Regions from separate parts of the Pan troglodytes genome. Here region 1 is linked to region 2. The links are chromatin contacts, called in public Hi-C maps. All regions are on one chromosome and are shown on one strand. Each heading gives the region's core, a stretch centred on a gene start, on an enhancer-like site or on the middle of the called end of the contact. The rest is flanking DNA. Distances are from core to core; before and after follow the strand shown. Region 1 overlaps PXDC1 (PX domain containing 1). Region 2 holds the start of BPHL (biphenyl hydrolase like).

Evidence for each region. Hi-C and Micro-C count contacts between places; a contact is called where the count stands out from the background.
Region 1: a contact with region 2 is called in a Hi-C map of stem cell-derived neural progenitor cells, with 5 times the contacts expected there. The contact joins the enhancer-like site here to the promoter of BPHL in region 2. A contact is called at or near these places in 1 of 7 Hi-C or Micro-C datasets (stem cell-derived neural progenitor cells) and 1 of 1 datasets of contacts at active chromatin or transcription factors (stem cell-derived excitatory neurons).

The regions. Positions count from the first base shown.
Region 1 is chr5:9,695,483-9,698,588 of NHGRI_mPanTro3-v2.0_pri, reverse strand. The region is part of intron 1 of PXDC1 (PX domain containing 1); the gene reads left to right. Among named protein-coding and RNA genes, the nearest start is that of PXDC1, 8.6 kb to the left of the region's middle. Within about 2 kb of position 1,513, at least 7 of the 24 cell types and tissues checked have an H3K27ac peak or open chromatin away from gene starts, as enhancers often do. A contact at or near this core is called in stem cell-derived neural progenitor cells, where this site is marked.
Region 2 is chr5:9,067,587-9,070,865 of NHGRI_mPanTro3-v2.0_pri, reverse strand. BPHL (biphenyl hydrolase like) reads right to left here and starts at 1,366. Exons shown (of 8, transcript XM_009450409.4): 1 at 1,160-1,366; 2 at 217-437. The coding sequence starts at 272.

The DNA of each region.
Region 1 (3,106 bases), core at 264-2,763, 630 kb before region 2:
CTCCAGCCTGGGTGACAAGAGCGAGACTTCGCCTCAAATAAATAAATAAATAAATAAATAAAAATAAGAATTGCCAAGTGCACAGAGTTCTTGTGGCCAGAACCTCCGTTGGAGGCCGTTGCCTCCTTGTCCCTCATGGGCAAGGCCCTTTCCCGGGATTTGTGAGACCACACTTGCCCTTTTCTGGTCTCAGCTCTCCCCACCCCTGCCCTCCACCTTCCCCATCTCACTCCCTCTTTCCCCAACCCCTTTCACCCTTGTATCCGCTCACCCTTCAGGCCGCCTCCTGCCCAGGAGTGGGGGGGGATCCCCTGCTGTGCATCCTCCTGGCACCCGGATTTGCCAGGCAGGGGACACTTTGTGGTCTGTGTTTGCCTCCTGTTGGCCCTCCTGGCTAGCATGACGTGCCGGGAGGCCGGGATCCCATCTTGTTGGCCGTGGTATCCCCAGCCTGGTGGAGGAGGAGCCATGGGTGCTTTGGGAAGAGCGACTGAAGTGCTTCCTGCCTGCCTGAGTGGGCTGCTCCCCCTGGGAACCTGTGATGCTGCAGGACGGACTGGCTAAGTGGATGGCTGTTGGAGAATGTTGAGTCTAAAATTTAGGAAGGGGATTTGGCTTTTAGTGGGGAAAATAATGAAAAGGCCTAGAGAAGGCAGGATTACGGGAAGAGCAGAGCAGGGCTCAGTAAGTTTAAGTCAAACATTTCTTTCCCAGTCGCTCTAGGAGCCACCTCCCAGGTACAGAAGGCAGCCGCTGCTGCAGAGGGAGGAAGAGAGACTTCCCTCAGCCCCCAGCTTGGGTCCTCCGGGAGTTCTGTTTTTCCGCAGCCACTTCCATCTCTTCCTCTTGCATTCTCAGCTCAGCTTTTCACTCCTGAAAAGATGTAGAGGGGAGGTGGCTGTGGACCAGCTGCTGGGCGCCCCTGATGCATTGCAGGGTGGAGGTGGGGGAGGCCTTCTGTCCTTGTGTCCACACAGCCGCAATTTCGCTCTCCTTGTACAGTTATACTGCGTGACACTCCACAGGTGGAAACGTGTCAGTCTCGGATAGCGAAGAGCAGCCTCAGGTTCCCAGGGAGTTAGAACTTCCCTGGGTTGCTTAGTTATGCATTGAATAACCAGCTAGTCAGTTCTTAACTCCCTGCTGCTTCAGCATTGACTGCCTATTTAGAAAACAGGTACTTAGGAAGTTTTAAAGGCTTTCCTAAAACATTTTAGATATTTAGTTTCCAAGATGTGTATTATAGTCAACCTTTAAAGAATGTGTGTCTCCCGTGCAGCACACAAGATGAGGCTGTGTTCCCCCCTTCACCTCTGCATCTGTGTAGTGTGCTGATGGGCACATTTGTTAAATGGAAAGGAAACAATATAAATGTAATTTATGGTTTGACTCAGTTTGTTAAAGCTCACTTTGCAGAGCATTTCCCCGGGGCCGTCTGTTGTGTGCGTGTGGGAACCGCGTCCTCTGAGTGCTCAGAGAGGCCTGTTCTTTGGGTAGTGGACGCTCTTTAACGCGTGACCTCCCAGCGCACCCGAGCAGCATCCTGCCTTTAGTTTCAGAATTGCAGCAGCAGGAAGCCCTCCCGCTAGGGTCAGATGGCCAAGGTCCTCCCTGGAGGAAGCTGGGCCAGTTACCACAAGTGTTGAGCCCAAAGCCTCCACTTCCCAAAAAAGTGGGACTCTGGACCCAGGTTTCTGAGATCCGGAAGCGGTGTTTGTTAACGTTGGCTCTCACTGTCAGATTTTTGTACTGCCTCCAGCGCGTTCAGTTCTGATTCCAAGAACAAATCAGGTGTTTGTGTTTGCACAAAGCAGCTAATCCCCAAATTGACAGATACAACGCTGTGTTTTCAGCTTTCGAGACCTGACTCCTTTAGGTAGAAAAGTGACGCTGGCAGCCCCCTGTTGATACTCAGTCCCCAAATGTGTGTCCAGTTGGCCCACTGGAATTTATGTACAATTGTGTTACCAATTTTTTGGTTTCAAATTCTTAATTGTTTGGCTACATCTGGATGAAATTCTCATGTCACAAAATGTGTAGGATGAAATTTTTAAAGTTGAGGTTGTATTAGTGATTCTTTATCAGAAATTAGAACAGTTTCCGGGGCTGTGAACTCTGAGGCTAGCTTCCTTAAGCGTCCGTTGCAGTGAACGCCATCCTGCTTTTTCCGCAGAGTGCGCGCGCCCCCTGCTGGTCAGTCCTGAAAGAGCCGAGTGAAGCGGCTCTGCTTCCGTTTTCAGGTTCGCTTGGCAGAATAGGCAACCCTCTTCACCTGCCTGCGGTATTCATCCGTGCGATCTCAGGCAGTAAAACCAAGTCGGACAGGAACCCCCAGAATTGTCATGCCATCAACAATATTTGGAATATAAAAACCAAAAGTTTTAGATGATCTAAAATTACTGTATTTAAGTGCAGTTTTGAAAACAAGTTTTCAAATCGTTGCTTATGGTAAACAGGTGACAGCATTTGGAAAGAATCCACTAGCCATTTGGAAGCCAAAGCACTTGAGTCACAAAGGAGGAGTGCAACAGGTAGGATAGAAAGAAACGCAGATGCACGCAATAGTTTGCTTTGGGGGAAGCAGTATTTCTTAAACTCATAGTTCTTGTCTGTTCCTGGAAAATAAAGCAGTGTCTTCAACGTGGATTCTGCTCAGAACTTTTTCTTTATAAATTTGAGTATTTGTAATTTGGCATGCTGGCAGCAGGAGCTTGAGGTTTCCAGCTGTGAAACTGAGAAACCTTAGTGAATATAAAACAATCAGAAATTGCAAGATGAAGATTTCTTTTATTTCTGCACTGTGGTCCCAGTGGACAGTTGTACGGTTTTTTTAAAGAAAGTGTTTTCCTTCCACATTAAATACACCCATCCGTTTGGTGTATTTGAAACATTTTAAAAACAATTGAAGGGGAGTAGGGAAATGCGAGCGTTGGCATTTTAGGAAGGCCAGGCTGTCTGTAGTCTCTTGCCAGTGTCACTTCTTGAGTGGGGGCGGGGAGGCGTTTGCTGCTCAAGGCAGCCCCGCGCTGCGTTCTTGTCGCCGTGCTCTGGAGCTCTGGTGGTAGCAGCCGTAGCAACAGCAGCCCAGTTGTGCTGCTGTCAGTCA
Region 2 (3,279 bases), core at 117-2,616:
GAAAGTAGCCCATCAACAGTCAACTGCGCACATGCACTGTGTACGTTCGTTGTATACGTGTGTTTGCATGTGTGTAGGGATGTATGTAGAGAATAAAGTAAAACAAGCTTCATGCCGCTCTATCCACATTTCTGCCCAGTATCTCTTGGGACCAAGAGTATCCATTTTCAAGACAGAAGGTCAGAAATTAATCCAGTTTTTTTGTTATTGTTTTACCTGAAATGGGGGGACAGGTGGGAGGACAAAAGAGAATAAAGCAGATTCCTGGGCATCTCCACACATGTAGATCAGATCCTCTGGGAGTGAGGCCCAGGATTCTGAATTTTCAGTTCCCAACGTGATTCTTTTGCACATTAAGATCAGCAAGCAAAGAGAAGACTTAGGGCTCTCGGGGCCCGTGATTAAAGCCTTAGCGGTACTCAGGCTCAGGCTGATTTCTGACATAAGAGAAAGAAGAGATTATTGTCCTTATGCCCTTAGTGTGGACTCTGGACAGAGCAATGGACTAATGAGGGCGTTGGGATTCTAGTCCGTGCTCCGTCACGGGTGAGTCCATACTACAGGCAAATGTATCTCCCTGGGTCTCTCTGGTCTGCACACTGAAGGGGCTGCACTCTATAGCCCAAGCCTCCACGGCTCCAGACTCCTTGAACTGAGGCTGACCGAGGCGCATGCACGATCGAGGGGCTCGAGCACCAAGCGCGGCTGGCCCCCAGGATCGGGGTCTCGCGGCACAAAGGGCGACAGGGCAGCCAGGCCGCGCCCACGCCCCGTGCCCGCGCGCCGGGAACTCCTGCTGTCGGCACGCGCCCCTCCCGCCGCCCCTCGAGCGCGCCGATGCTGGGGATCCCCGGGGCGAGGTGGCCGCCATTACCCGAACGCGGCCGCGGGTCCGGCCCGTGGGACGTGGATCCCGGGCTTCAGCGCTGAGAGCAGCAGCCGCAGGCGCAACACGCCCCGGCCGCCCAGCACAGCCACCATGGTCACAGGTCGCGTAGCTGCCGGGAGCGCGCATGCGCTAAGACCAAGCGCGGTACCCGGCCCACTCTGCCCCGAAGCCACGCCCTCTGCTCCGCCCATCTCGCCTCTCCATCCTGCTCCGCCCTCTGCCCGCCCCGCCCCGAAGCCACGCCCTGCCGGGTGCTTTCCCATGGGCGACCGAAACTCGGCTCGTGGTTTCGCAGTCCTGGAACGGCCGGCACCCGCGTAGACCGTCCCCTCTCGGTGCTGGCTCTGGCTCCCGGGACGAGTGTCCCCGTCGGCGCTGCCCCGCCCTCGCTCGTCGCCTCAGCGACCATGGCTTTTCCAGGAGGCGAGGCCGCCAGCCATAGCGCCTTCGCTGCGTGGGCGTCCAGGCGGGGCTCCGGAGTGGGCGGGGCTCCGGAGTGGGCGGGGCTCCGGCTCTAGGCAGGCTGCTATGTTGGATCAAGTAAAGTTCTAAACGCTGTGCACCTATCTAGTACTGACTAGTACTAGGAAGTGTATTTGCTTTTCAGAGATGATGGGATCTAAATTTTGTTTATACCACTTCACACCCATTAGGATGGCTACTAGCAAAACCCCCAGAAATTAGTGTTGGTGAAGATGTAGAGAAATTGAAGCCCTTGTATATTGCTGTTGGGAATGTAAAATGGTGCAGCCACTGTGATGAACAATACTGCGGTTCCTCAACAAATCAGTTATATGATCCAGCATTTTCTTTTCTGGGTATATAACCCAAAAGAATTTAGAACAGGGTGTACAAGAAGAAATGTTTTTACACTCACGTTGACAGCGGCACTATTCACAATAGCCAAAAGGGTGGAAGCAATTTAAGTGTCCAAAAACAGATACATGGATAAGCAAAATGTTGTCTGTGCATGCAAGGGAACGTTTTTTAGCCTGAACAAAGAACGAAATTCTGACACTTGCTACTACATGGATGAACCTGGAGGACACTATGCTGAGGGAGGTAAGCCAGTCAAAAAAAGACAAATACTGTGTGATTCCACTTATATAATAAGGTACCTAGAGGAGTCAAACTTATAGGGACAGAAAATAGAATGGGGGTTGTTGAGGGCTGGTGGAAGGGGGAATGGAAAGTTGGTGTTTCATGGGGACAGAGTTTCAGTTTGGAGAGATGAAAAAGTCCTGGGGATGGATTTTGGTGATGCCTGCATTACATTGTGAGTGTACTTACTGCCACTGAACTACACACCTAAAAGTGGTTTAAGTGGTAAGTTTTATGTATGTTTTACCACAATTAATTTTTTTCTTTTGGCTGTATAATTGCAGCTTTATAAAGGTTATAGACATTATCTAATTGAAATCTCAGTGGAGAAAAAAAACAACTATTTCTTTTTAAGTCAATCGTTCTGCCTTAATTGGAAATAACTGGCAGATTTGTGGCTACTGTTGTAGCCTTGGCTTGAATAATTGGAGACAACAGCTTCTTTGCATATTGCATTTCTTTTCCTCCAAGAGACCTTTTTGGTGTAACAGTCAGTCCTGTGAGCACAGTGCTTGTAGGTGTTACACTCATAGAAATTTCTGTCACCTGCAGTGTCCTCACTGGCCCATTGGGCTTTCTTGAGTAGTAAAGGCAGTTTTGGCCTAAATACAGACTATGCAAAAGTTTTCATATTCTACTCTCAACATAAATCTATCACATTAATTCCTGCATAAAAGGAAAGAGACATATATAATGTTTGAGTTTAATATCATTTGACTTTCAGAAATCTTTGGTGAGGTCAGTATTTCCTTTTTTCCTGATATGTTGATTGGGGTTTCATCTCAGAAATGATAAAAATAGCTGTCTGTACAGTTTCAACACCAGTTACCCTTGTGCTAATAAAAAACGGTAGCACTGAGTTTTAGGTTATTGGTGTCACAATTTTTTTTTTTTTTTTTTGAGACGGAGTTTTGGTCTTGTTGCCCAGGCTGGAGTGCAATGGCGCAATCTCAGCTCACTGTAACCTCTGCCTCGCAGGTTCAAGCAATTCTCCTGCCTCAGCCTCCTGAGTAGCTGAGATTACAAGCACCCGCCACCATGCCCGGCTAATTTTTGTAATTTTAGTAGAGACGAGGTTTTGCCATGTTGGCCAGGCTGGTCTCAAACTCCTGACCTCAGGTGATCCACCCGCCTCAGCCTCCTAAAGTGCTAGGATTACAGGTGTGCGCCACCGCGTCCAGCGTGGTGTCACTATTTTTAAGTAACATACCTGACAACCAGTTCTTTATATATAGCAAGATTGTACAGTTTAAAAAAACTGCCATTTTTGTGCCAGGCACCTTACGATG